Regions from separate parts of the Bos taurus genome. Here region 1 is linked to region 2. Evidence: chromatin contacts called from public Hi-C data. All regions are on one chromosome and are shown on one strand. The core of a region is the stretch at or near the end of the contact, and the rest is flanking DNA. Distances in the headings are between cores, read along the strand shown. Region 1 has its middle 14 kb from the start of RPS3. Region 2 overlaps ARRB1 (arrestin beta 1).

Evidence for each region. Hi-C and Micro-C count contacts between places; a contact is called where the count stands out from the background.
Region 1: a Hi-C map of blastocyst shows a contact between it and region 2, with 3 times the contacts expected there. The contact joins two enhancer-like sites. A contact is called at or near these places in 3 of 11 Hi-C or Micro-C datasets (blastocyst, skeletal muscle and an unstated tissue).

The regions. Positions count from the first base shown.
Region 1 is chr15:54,575,865-54,583,039 of ARS-UCD2.0, reverse strand. No RefSeq gene overlaps it. Among named protein-coding and RNA genes, the nearest start is that of RPS3, 14 kb to the left of the region's middle. Within about 2 kb of position 2,044, at least 19 of the 102 cell types and tissues checked have an H3K27ac peak or open chromatin away from gene starts, as enhancers often do. A contact at or near this core is called in blastocyst, where this site is marked.
Region 2 is chr15:54,502,737-54,509,370 of ARS-UCD2.0, reverse strand. All of the region lies in intron 1 of ARRB1 (arrestin beta 1), which reads left to right. Among named protein-coding and RNA genes, the nearest start is that of MIR326, 31 kb to the left of the region's middle. Within about 2 kb of position 4,075, at least 3 of the 102 cell types and tissues checked have an H3K27ac peak or open chromatin away from gene starts, as enhancers often do. A contact at or near this core is called in blastocyst, where this site is marked.

The DNA.
Region 1 (7,175 bases), core at 795-3,294, 76 kb before region 2:
GTGACCTGTTGAAACTTATAGTTCTTTTCCATTACCCCTGTTTGCTCATCAGGAAGGGTCTGAACCAGGATCTTAGCATGCAGGGGCTCAAGTGCTTCTAACCACAACACTCTTCAAAGACTGCTGCTTATGTAAACAACAAGGAATTTCACACACTAATAATTACATGTATCAAGAGCTTATAATGTACCAGGCACCATCCTAAGTACTTTATAGGCCATTATTGCCCAATAATCCTTACCATGCAGGCTAACCTATTTACCACACTATTAATTCATTTTACCAACAAAGCAAAGTGTCTTCTAATGCCGAAACCTTATCCCGCTAAATAAAATTACTTATTAATATACAGGAATTTAAAGAATTAGGCGATATCACTTTCCAGACATTACTGATAATTTTCCACCATTAAGAAGCCACAACTGGGGAAATTAAGAGAAGCTGAGGATGCCTCCATTTTAGTCACACTGAGACCTGTTGTGTGTGCTGTGCTTAGACAGTCTTTGTGACCCTATGGACTGTAGCCCGCCAGGCTCCTCTGTCCGTGGGGATTCTCCAGGCAAGAATACTGGAGTGGGTTGCCATGCCCTCCTCCAGGAGATCTTCCCAACCCAGGGATCGAACCCAGGTCTCCCGCATTGTGGGCAAATTCTTTACTGTCTGAGCCACCAGGGAAGCCCTAGACCTATTGAGAAGACAGTAACTACGGACCAGAATGGGCTTTCCTGGTGGCTCAGTCGGTATCTGCCTGCCAATGGGGTTCATGGGGTCACAAAGAATCGGACAAAACTGAGCAACTAAACAACAAGGGATCAGAATAGTTCTTAAATTACTTCTGTGAAAAGACTTTGATTAGCTAAAATCAAAACAGGATGGTAGGTGAGTGAAATAAATGTTTTGGGACCACAAAGTATTTCGGGATACCAAATCCGGCACAGTATATCGAAGGGATGGCGCTGAAGAGCAGAACAGCTTGGAAAGGAGCCGCTAGAGGGCGGCAGGGCACAGTGAGCCCGGCCGGTCACGGGAAACCCGGCGGCTGCCCAGAAGTGGACGCAGAGACGCTTAATCCCTCAGTCTTGTGCTACCATCTGCAGCCCCATGGACTGTAGCCCGCCAGGCTCCTCTGTCCATGGAATTTTCCAGGCAAGAATCCTGGAGCGAGTTGCCATTTCCTCTTCCAGGGGAATCTTCCGGACGCAGGGATAGAACCCGTGTCTCCTGTGGTCTCCTGCATTGCAGGCGGATCTTTAACCCTAAGGATTCTTTACATAGGAGAGTCCCAGATGTGGGGAAAATCCCAATGAAAAAGCCCAGTGGGCAGGCCGAGCACATTAACCAGCCAGCCGTCACCACCCTCACCACTGACCCCACAGCTTCTTCTGAAGGGGAAGGGAGGCAGGGGCCTAAAGGAAGGTTATGGACCAGCACTGTCCAATAGAAACCCAACATGCGAGTTTTCCAGTAGCCACTTTACACAAGAAAAAAAGGAACAAGTGACGTTAATTTTAACATTTTAAAATTTACCCTCATGTATCCAAAATGTTATCATTTCAACATATGATTAATATAAAAATTATAGATATCTTAATTAAAAAATTTTTGCTATACAGCAGAAACCAACACAGCACTGTAAAGCAATAATTTAAAAAATTTTTGTATTAAATTTTTGAAATTCGATGTGTATTTTCTATTTATTATAGCACTTCTCCTTTTGGACTAGCCACATTTCAAGGGTTCAATAGCCACTCATGACTACTGGTATTTACTTTCTCCCAGGTAAGTATCTCATGCAGGATGAGGGCCTTCTGAGTATTCCAGTAGTGTCTCAGGGTGAAGATCAAACCAAGGATCCCTCCTGGTCCAGTCTACAGCCTTGACCAACAGCCCCCTCCTCCTTCCCCGAAAGCACCTCCCATACAGGTTTCTGCCTGGTGCTCTTTCCTCTGTAAAGCCCGTTCCCCTAGCCCAGCCCCACTCCTTAGCCTGTGTTCCCAGAAGTGTTTGGGTCATACCTCTAGTCACCTGTCACGTGACATCACGAGTTATGCTGGAATCTAGTTCCTCATACCAGGGCGTCAGCCTCCTGCCTGGTGACAAGGCCCAGGCCCACGGTAGGGAGTTGGACAAGTTTGATTTCCGGCTCTGCTGCCTACTTAGCTGGTGCTGTGCTCGCGCTTAGTCACTCAGTCATGTCCAACTCTTTGCGACCCCATGGACTGTAGCCCACCACACTCCTCTGCCCATGGGGATTCCCCAGGCAAGAATACTGGAGTGGCTTGCCATGCCCTCAGTACCCTAAACAAAAATCTTAAATTCGCTTACTTCAGAGGATTCATGAGTGCTTTTATCAAAAAGGGTTCCTGATATATAGTGGATGTTTTCTGAATGCTGGTTTCTTATCATCAAAGACAATGACTTAGTTTCCTTACAACCATAAAATGGCATAACAGTAAATTGATATTGAAGGCAACTTGGTTACAACCTGAAACTCATCAAATACACTGCCCTTTGACCTAGCAATTCCACTTTTAAGGAATTATATACCAGATTGGTGCGAAAGTAATTGTGGTTTCAGGTAGTGAATTTTAAATCATTACAACTAGGTTCAAGCACATCTCTATTAATCAAAATAAGAACCATTACAATCAACACATTTTTGACAATGAGAAATGTTTGTTTACTCCTATAGGTTAAAAACCCAAGCTTTGGGATTCAACAAACTCTTGGAAAGAATTTTCTGCTTCCTCCTGGTTGTGATAGCCTTTTCTCTGCAAAAGGTTGTCGAGATCCTCAAGTGCTAGTCAGTTGGCTAGAGGTCAGGTGAATATGCCAGATGAGGCAAAACTTTGTAGCCCAATTCGTTCAACTTTTGAGGCATTGATTGTGTAACGTACAGTCAGGTGTTGTCCTGGAGAAAAATTGGCCCCTTGCTATTGACCAGTGCGGCTCGAGGCATTGCAGCTTTCAGTGCATCTCATTGATTTGCTGAGCATACATCTCAGATGTAATGGTTTTGCTGGGATTCACAAAGCTATAGTGGATCAGACTGGCAGCAGACCACAAAACAGTGACCATGACTCTTTTTGGTGCAAGTTTGGCTTTGGGAAGCATTTTGGAGCTTCTTCTCAGTCCAACCACTGAGCTGGTCATGGCCGATTGTGGTATAAAATCCACTTTTTGTCACATATCACAACTCGATCAAGAAATGGTTCATCGCTGCTGCAAAGAATAAGATGCCTTTCAAAATGATGATTTTTTTGATTTGCAATCAGCTCATGAGGCACTCTAGGCTTCCCTAGTGGCTCAGTTGGTAAAGAATCCACCTGCAATGCAGGAGACCTGGGTTTGATCCCTGGGTCAGGAAAATCCCCTGGAGAAGGGAAAGACTACCTACTCCAGTATTCTGGGCTGGAGAATTCCATGGACTGTATGTATAGTCCATGGGGTTGCAAAGAGTCGGACACTACTGAGTGACTTTCTTCTTCATGAGGCACTCACTTATCAAGCTTTTTCACCTTTGCAATTTGCTTCAAATGCTGAACGACCATAGAATGGTTGATGTTGAGTTCTTTGGCAACTTCTTGTGTAGTTGTAAGAGAATCAGCTTCGATTATTGCTTTCAACTGGTCATTGTCAATTTCTGATGGCCAGCCACTGCACTTCTCATCTTCAAGGCTCTCAACTCCTTTGCAAAATTTCTTGAACCACCACTGCCCTGTAGGTTCGTTAGCAGTTACTGGGCCAAATGTGTTGCTGATGTTGTGAGTTGTAACTCAAATAAGAAAATAGCTCAAATTTGCTTTTTGTATAAAATCATTTCTGTAGTCCAAAATAAATGTAAAATAAACAGCAAATAATAAATCTTCAGCAAAAAAACAAAAAGCAAGAAATGCACATTAAAATGATGTATAACATAACCACATTTATTTAAGAATGTATTTCAATGTCAAACAGCAAATTTCAACAATGCAAAAACAGCAATTACATTTGTACCAACCTACAAATCCGGCAAATTAATTTCTCCAATATGTGAGAAATTATATATGCACAAGAAAGTCATTGTAGGAAAAGGTTGGGAGCTACCTAATTGTCAAACACTAGCAAGCTGTTTAAACAAACTGTAATATATCAGAGAGGATATAATGCAGTCATGAACAAGAATGACATGGCTCTACGTACAGCTGGAGGAACCACTTTCCAAAAAAAGAGAGAGAGAGAAGTGCAGAAGAATTTGGAAAATGTTCAGAGTGCAGAATGCAAAAACTAAAAGGAAAGGTTTATGTGTGAATGCTTATATGTGAAATGAATATCTCTGGGAGGAATTCCAGAAAATAAGCCTGCAGAGCTGGGCTTCAGACATGGGAAGGAGGCTGGCTTCTCAGACTACTCCTTTTTGAATGCTATATGATGTGCATGTATATCAACTAAAATTTTCACTAAAAATAAAAGCTAACACCTGAAGATATTCAGTCTTGGTGTTAATATTTCTCTAAAAATGATATACAAATGGCAAATAGATCAATGAAAAGATGTTCAACATCACTAATCATCAGGGAAATGCAAATCAAAACCACAATGAGATATCACCTCACACCTGTCAAAATGGCTATCACCAAAAAGACAATAAATAATGAGTGTTAGAGAGGATGTGGAAAAAGGGAACTTTTGTGCAAAGCTGGTGGGAATGTAAATTGGTACAGTCATTCTGGAAAACAGTATGGAGGTTCCTCAAATACTTAAAAATAGAACTACCATATGATTCAGCAATCCACTTTTGGGGATAAATCTGAAGGAGATGAAAACACTCTCTCAAAGAAATATCTGTAAGCCCATGTTCATTGCAGCCTTATTAACAACAGCTAAGACAAGGAAATAACCCAAGTGTCTATCGATGGATGAATAAAGAAGATATGCATATATGTATACGTATATTTCAGTCATAAAAAGAAGAAAAGTCTGCCATTTGTGACAAAATAAATGAACTTTGCATGCACTATGCTAAGTGAAATAAGCCAAACAGAGAAAGACCAATACTGTGTGATCTTACTTATGTGTGTGTGTTTAGTTGCTCAGTCATGTTGGACTCTTTGAGACCCCGTAGACTGTAGCCCACCAGGCTCCTCTGCCCATGGGGATTCTCCAGGCAAGAATACTGGAGTGAGTTGCCATGCCCTTCCCCAGGAGGATCTTACTTATATGTGAAATCTAAAAAACAAAAAGTCCAAACTCACAGAAAGGTGGTTGCCAGAAGCTAGGGGGATGGGGGAATCGAGGAGAGGTTGGTCAGAGGGTACAAACTTCTGGTCAGAAGATAAAAAAGTGCTGGGGATGTAATGTACAGCGTGATAACTATAGTTAACAATTCTATATCACATACTTGAAAGTTGCTGAGAGAGTAGGTCCTAGAAGTTCACACACACACACACAAGGTAACTATTCAACTGATCTTACTATGGTAATCATTTTGCAATATCAGTTGCAATACAGTTCCCACATCATCACCTTCCTTACACAGTGTCATATTTCAGCTGCATCTCAGTAAAACTGGAAAAAACCCTTAAAAAAGGGAAATGCAAATTAAAACAAGGCAATGATACTTTTCACCCATCTTCAGTTCAGTTCAGTTCAGTTGCTCAGTTGTGTCCGACTCTGCGACCCCATGAATCGCAGCCCGCCAGGCCTCCCTGTCCATCACTAACTCCCAGAGTTTACCCAAACTCATGTCCACTGAGTCAGTGATGTCATCCAGCCATCTCATCCTCTGTCATCCCCTTCTCCTCCTGCCCCCAATCCCTCCCATCATCAGAGTCTTTTCCAATGAGTCAAATCTTCGCATGAGGTGGCCGAAGTACTGGAGTTTCAGCTTTAGCATCAGTCCTTCCAATGAACACCCAGGACTCACCTCCTTTAGGATGGACTGGTTGGATCTCCTTGCAGTCCAAGGGACTCTCAAGAGTCTTCTCCACAACCACAGTTCAAAAGCATCAATTCTTCGGTGCTCAGCTTTCTTCACAGTCTAACTCTCACATCCATACATGACCACTGGAAAAACCATAGCCTTGACTAGATGGACCTTTGTTGGCAAAGTAATGTCTGAGCTTTTTAATATGCTATCTAGGTTGGTCAAAACTTTCCTTCCAAGGAGTAAGCGTCTTTTAATTTCATGGCTGCAATCACCATCTGCAGTGATTTTGGAGCCCCCCAAAATAAAGTCTGACACTGTTTCTACTGTTTCCCCTTTTATTTGCCATGGGACCAGATGTGATGGGACCAGATGCCATGATCTTCGTTTTCTGAATGTTGAGCTTTAAGCCAACTTTTTCACTCTCCTTTTTCACTTTCATCAAGAGGCTTTTTAGTTCCTCTTCACTTTCTGCCATAAGGGTGGTGTCATCTGCATATCTGAGGTTATTGATATTTCTGCCAGCAATCTTGATTCTGGAAGAATCTTGTGCTTCTTCCAGCCCCGCATTTCTCATGATGTACTCTGCATAGAAGTTAAATAAGCAGGGTGACAATATACAGCCTTGATGTACTCCTTTTCCTATTTGGAACCAGGCTTATTGGCAAGCATTTTCAAGTGTGGTCTCAAGTGCTGGCTCATACCAGTCCTGTCACACCTTGTTGGTGGCTGAGTAAAATGAAACAGCCAACTTTAAAACAACTTGGCCATGTCTATTATTTGCCCTATAAGGGCACCATCCTATTATCCAGGGTCAGTTCAAAGCCAAAGGTGGAGCTGTGTCTCTACCTGAGCTCAACATCAGCCCCGTGTAGCAGTTACCTCTGCAGGGTGCTGGGGTCAGACTGCTGGTCAGAGGAGACTGGCCTCACTGTACTATGTCCAATTTCTTTTCAATCCAAAGAGAATGTATTCATGCCTTACTTGTATAATTACATAAAAGGTTTAAAAGTTTAAAATGTTTTGGGAATCTCCTGGTGGTCCAGTGGTTAGGACTCTGTGCTTTTACTGCTGAGGACACAGATTCAGTCCCTGGTTGGGGAATTAAGATTCTGCAAGCTGTGTGGCGCAGACAAAAAAAAAAAAGTTAAAAATATTTTACAGACATGGTTCTCAGGAAATGAGGGGGAAAAGAGAAAAGAAACAGAGGGGAAGAAACAGCTCTGTTGCCTAAGGTAAACCTCCTGAACATGTTAGACATTTTCCCTCA
Region 2 (6,634 bases), core at 2,826-5,325:
GGGAGTCAGGGTACATCTAATCCTGACTTAGGGGAAGTCAGAGAAGGAGAACACTGAGGAGAAGGCATGGTGCACAGTTGTAACAGCCGACACAGCGGGTCTGGGGAAGGGTCCGAGGAATCACAGAGACATGGACTCGGGATTGTAAAGTTGCAATATCAGAGATTCTAACATCCATTCAGAATGGATGGATGGATAGGATCCGTATTTTCTCTACTTCACTTACAATATTTTTTCATTAAGACATGAGGCGTATCTTGTTAGGGAAGCCTTGTATCTTTATGAAGTAATTGGTGCTCATTGTACAACATGGAAAAATAAGGGATATAAAGGAGTGAGTGGGTGGACAGATGGAGTATTCTTTAACCCCTGTTAACATTTGGGCACATTTCCTTTCCTTATATTCATTTATTGAGTTTGTTTTTAAAACTGAGATATAGCTTACATACCATAGTATTTGCAGTTTTAGGGGTTTTTAGTATTTTCACAAGGTTGTATAACCATCACCACTAATTCCAGAGTTTTCAGCACCCCAAAAAGAAATTCCTACCCATTGGCAATCACTTCCCATCCCACCTCCCACCAGCCTCTGGCAACCACCAAACTGCTTTCTGTCTCTGTGTAGTTGCCCATTCTGGACATTTCAAATAAATGGGATCAGATAATGTATGGCTTTTTGTGTCTGGCTTCTTTCACTTAAAATATAATGTTGATCCTTTCAAGGTTCATCCATGTTGTAGCATGAATCAGTGCTTCATCCCTTTTTATGGTTGAATAATATTCCATTGAATATATATGCCACAGATAAAAAACATATTCATCAGTTGGTGGCATATGATGGTTATGCATAATGCCACTATGAACATTTTTGTGTGTGTGGACATCATTTTCGTTCTCTTGGGTCTCTACCTAGGGATGGAATTGCTGGGTCATAGGTTAGCTCAGTGTTGTTGAGAGGAACTGCCAGACTGTTTGCCACAGTGACTGCACCACCAGCAATGTGTGAGGGCTCCTGTTTCTCCACATCCTTGATAACACAGGTTTATTGTCCTTTTTTTTTTATTATAGGTCTCCTACTGGGTGTGAAATATCTCACTGTGGCTTTTTTGTTTGTTTGTTTGGCCACGCTTCATAGCTTGTGGGATCTGAGTTCCCTGACCAGGGATCGAACTGGGGTCCTTGACAGTGGAAACACAGAATCCTAACCACTGGACCACCAGGGAATCCCCTTGTTGTGGCTTCAATTTGCATTTCCCCAGTGACTAATCATCTTTTTATGTGCTTACTGGCCACTTGTATACCTTCTTTGAAGAAATGACTATTCAAATTCATTGCTTGATTTTGATCAAGTTATTTGCCTGTTTGTTGTTGAATCATAATACGATCTTTATATATCCTGGATACTAGACTCTTACTAGATACATGATTGGAAAATATTTGCTCCATTCTGTGGATTGTTTTTTTACTTTCTTGACAGTGAGCTTTGAAACTCCAAAATTTTTAATTTTGATAAAGTTCAATTTATCTACTTTTTTTAGTTGCCTGTGCTTTTGATGTCATGTCTAGGAAACCATTGCCTTATCCAAGGTCATGTAGATTTATACATATGTTTTCTTCTAAGAGTTTTATAGTTTTTCCCTTTTCTCTCTTTCTTTCTTTTGCTGGGCCTTGCATCATGTGAGATCTTAGTTCCCCAAGCAGGGACGGAACTGGTGTGAGGTTGAGGGGTTTATTTTTTTGCATATGGATATCCAGTTGTCCAAGAATCATTTATTGAAAAGACTATTTTATCTCCTTGTCTTCTCTTTGTTCCCTTGTTAAAAATCAATTGGCTGTAAATATATGGGCTTAATTCTGGACTCTCAATTTTGTTCCATTGATTTCTATGTCTGTCTTTATGCCAAGATCACACAGTCTTGGTTACTGTATCTTTGCAGTAAATTTTGAATTTGGAAGTCTGAGTCTTCCAACTTTGTTTTTTTTTTTTCCCAAGATTGTCTTGGGACTTCCCTGGTGGTTCAGTAGTTAGGATTCTGCTCTTCCACTGCAGGGGACACGGGTTGGATCCTTGGTCAGGGAACTAAGATCCACAATACCTCAAGGTATCGCCAAAACAAAACAGATGAAAAAAGAGGGCAAAGTGAGACAGAGACACTCAAGCAAATAATTACAATAAAAATTATATTTAAAAAAAGATTTGTCTTCACTTTTATATTTCCATATACATTTTAGGATCAGCCTGTCAATTAATGCAAAAAAATCCAGCTGGAATTTTTATAGGTGTTGCATTGAATTCATAGATAAGTTTGAGGAGTGTTGCCATCTTAACAACCTCCAGTCTTCTTTCTTTTGGATATTTATTGAGTATAAATTTGAGCTCATGCCAAACATACTGTTTTGATTCCTGATTTCTGCTTACTATTCTATCATAAGCATTTCCCTGTGTTACGAAAGATGCAAGCATAATTTAAGTGCTATGCAATATTCCATTGTTTGGCTGTACTGTACAAAATGACAAACTCTTGAATGTTGGGTAATCTATCCAGGAAGGTGCTTTGTTCTGGGTCCCTTATGATGCAGGCTTCTCCCTACAGGCACAAATGAATATTTGGGAGGGCTGGTAGCTCACAGAAAAGCAGCAGAATCAGAAAATAGCATCTAACAGGCTGCACAGACACTGATACAGCATGTTTGTTTTAGGCATGCTCTCTGCAACAGTGGGTTTTAAACATTAAAAAATTTTCACCACGATATTCATTTTACATTGTAACTCAGTTCACCTGAAATAGAAATTTTACTAAATGATACTTAAATTTTTAAAAAATTAGTCAGGAGAAGCTGGTCTGCTGTAGTTACAAATAACCCCCAAATCTTAGTGGCTCAAGAGGTTTCTCTCATGCTACCTGTCTGTCATTTAGCAGGAGAGTCCTGGAATTTAGTCTCTGAAGGCTTCCCATCCAGATCATTGCTGGTTTCAATGACAGAGGAAAGAGGACATGATAGGCAGAAGAACCGCCCCCCCACCCCCCACCGGCCCCCACCAACAATGTTTACACCATAATCCTTGGAAACTTTGAATATGTCATATTATGTGGCAAAAGGGGAATTACAGGTGCAGATGGAACTGAGTTTCCTAAAATCAGTGGATCTTAAAGTAGAGAGCTGCATGTATTCATGCAGTGGGTCTCTAAATGTGGAAGAGGGAGGCAGAAGAGGAGGTCAGAGTGATACAATGTGATAAGAACCTAACCTGGTGTTGCTGGCTTTGAAGATGGAGGTAGAGGCCTTGAGACATGGAATGTGGGTGGAAAGGGCAAGAAAACACATTTATTCCTAGAGCTTCTGGAAAGGAATGCAGCCCTGCCAACACCTTGATTTTAACCTGTGCGTGCATGCTCAGTTGCTCAGTCATGGAGGAATACTGGAGGGGGTTTCCATTTCCTCCTCCAGGGGATCTTCCCCACCCAGGAATCAAATCACCATCTCCTGCATTTCCTGCATTGGCAGGCAGATTTTTTTTTTTTAACCCCTGAGCTACCTGGGAAGCCCCATGATTTTAACCTAGTGAACTTCTGAACTTAAAACTGTAAGATACTAAGTTTATGCTGTTGTAAGCCACTAAATTTGTGATCATTTATTGTAGCTTCCATAGAAAATGAATATAAACAGCGTGGGGTCATCATGCACCAGCCCTTAAATACTTCTGCCTGGAAGTGACATATGGCATTTCTGTTCCTATTTCGTTGGCCAGAGCAAGCTGTATGGGCATATCTAACTTCACAAGACTGGAGAAATTTGGTCCACACATATGCCCAGCCTTAGAGGGGATAGAATATTGGTAAATAGAATAATATCTACTACTTGCCACCTGCCATTCAACAACAACAGCAGCAAAAGTGCTAGTGGCAATTCTATAAGTTGATTTCATTGTCAACTAATGGATTGTGACCCCTGCTTTGAAACACATTGCTCTGACCATGCCTGATGAGCCACATGACACACCCTTCACCTAGCTGATTGGCCCAGGCATGGGACACGTGACCAAAACTGACCAATCAAATTCCTCTCCTGGGAATTTGGAATTGGGCCATTCAGCCAGTTAACAGTGGGAAGCAGAGCAGAGGCAAAGTAGAAACAGGGTCAGAGTGAGAGCCACATGGAAGCCAAAATAATGGAGGGGCAGAAAAGCCCTGAGTAAGCAGAGAGAGTTGGTCCACAGAGACAATGGAGCAGCCGCAAGGAGAGCAGCGCAGGCAGGAGAACATGCGTCTCCAGGGGGAAAGGTGGAGAGAGAGAGCCGCCGCCTGAGAGGTTGATGGCTTCCCTGTTCCTGGCTCCAGCCCCCGTGCGTCCTGCCTGCATATCCTTCCCGTGAGATTTTTGCTTACTTCTTTACTGTCTCCTTTTCTTGAGCTCTGCTTGGTGGGTTTCTATTCCTTGTCTCCAGGGAGTCTTACTCAGCTAGAACGCCGCTGGCATTCTTGTATGAGACCCAGCTTTGGCTCTGAGGATCAGGCTTGCGGAGCACAGATGGGACTTGGGGATGAACCAAACCCAGGCATCCCACAGTCTGCAAGTTTGCCTTTGACTTGAGTCTTGCATGTTTGTGTTTGCTCTTCAAAGTGGACAGACAGAAGCCATCTGTGAGGTGCTGCACAGGTGGGGGTCCTGGTGAACTGGAAGCACCCCTACACAGGCCTTTTTTTCTGACAGTGTTGAGGGTCAGGAAGCCAGTGGAGTTGTTTCAGGGACGGTTTGGCTGTGGGACAGAGTGGAAAGGACACAGGCTTTGGAGACAAGCAGCCATCATTCACCTCTTTGAGCCTCAGTTTTTTCATCTCTGAAATGGGATTGTGGAAGGATCCACAGCAGTGTTCTGGGGAAAATACTCAGAGACATGACCATGACAAGGGTGTACAAGCCTAGAGGGCACGGGCAGCTGCTGCTTTTGTTGTCTGAGGAAACCATCAGCATCCAGCTCCCAGAGGATGTGGCCTGGGACTGAGTTAGCAGTAGGACGTCCCCCAGTGCTGGGCGGGCCGGGCTTCCTGCCCCAGGTCACCTTCACTCTCCTCCTCGCCCCTTACTCACTCTTTCATTAATTCCCCCTCCTCCTGTCAATTCCCTTCTTTTCTGTTATTCTTGATGCTGATAAAAACATCTGCTTTAGGAAAGCAGCAGGGTTGAACATAAAATTACCTATCTCCTTGTATACTGTCAGAAGGCAGACAGGCAGAACTGGGTCTGAATCCTGACTTATTAGCCCTTGCTTGCTGTGTGCTTCTGGGAGAATTCCTACATCTCTCTGAACCTTAAGTTTATTATCCATAAAATAAGAATTATAATGCTCATTTCACAGTGCTGTAATGAGAAGTATTAATTGGGCACTCAACTAATACTAGTTCCTTCTTCTTTTAAATGTTAATTCTTACTTTCTTCTTACCCGCCTTCCTTCCCTCTTTCCCTATCACTCCTCCTAGCTGCCCCCTGCCCCCCAGTCTCTTGTGACCAGGGTGCCCCTAGTCCCTCTCAGGGCTCACTGGGATGGCTTCTCCTGACTCAGTTCTTTGTGGCCTCAGGCGTTTGTGGCCTCTCCTTTCCCTCTGACCCGGGGCTCCCAAGGGATGGACTGAGGCTTCTAGAAGCAGCGGGGATTTGGTGGCATGTCACTTCCCTGGTCTCCTCTGCAGGTCCAGCCTTAATTTGGGAGCTGTTGGTTCAAATCGTGTCATCTGTATTTTTTTTTCTCACTTTAGTAATTATTATGCCTCAGCTGACTGTGGCATCTTCACACTCCAAACAATGATAAATATTTATGAGGAGGAGAAAACCCAGAACTCCTAGGGGAGGTGGGGGAGGGATATGCTAGGCTTCTATTTGCAAGCCAAGCTCAGACCCATCAGTGGTCCCTTGGGCCCCGGAAGTAAGGGGTGGGAGTGATGGGGGGGTGGGGGCGTGCTATGGAGGCAGCACAGAGCCACAACCTCACTCTATTTCTGGGAGGACTTGCTGTCGCTGTTGCACTGTGGGCCTCACCCCGCCTTGGCCTGGAGGCCTGCTAGACCTCCTGCCCCTCTTAGTGGCTGCTCTGCGGCTCTGTGTCTGCTCTGTCTCTCTGTGACTATCTCTCCTTCTCTTGTTGGTTTGTTTTATGATCTCTCATTCCGTCTTTTACTGTCACACCTCCAGGGCCAGCATCCCTTTCCTCTCCCTCCTTCTCTCCCTGCCCTCCTCTAATACCCTCTGTCTCTGGGTCTCTGTCTCTACCTTTATTGTCTCCCTGCTCAACATTCCTCAGAGCCGTTCTGGGGCTGGATGATGGGGGACAGGTGAAGGACCCCCAGGCCAGGCTCAGGGAGAGACCAGGAGGAGCTGCAGGGGACCACCTCTGCCTGACTCCGAGTCCTGTGCTCTGCTGTGCCATCCCAGGCACATCCGCTCCCTTCCTGGCCTCATGCTTCAGTTGATTCCTTCCCTAATTCATTCATTCATATTCTCAACTAATATTTACTGGCTGCTGGCTTCCTGCCATTCATGAACACAGGTGTATCGAATACCTACCAGGTGTGCCATTCTAGGGGCTTGGGATGCAACAGAGGACAAGAGACAAAGATCCCTGCCCCCATGGAGCTAA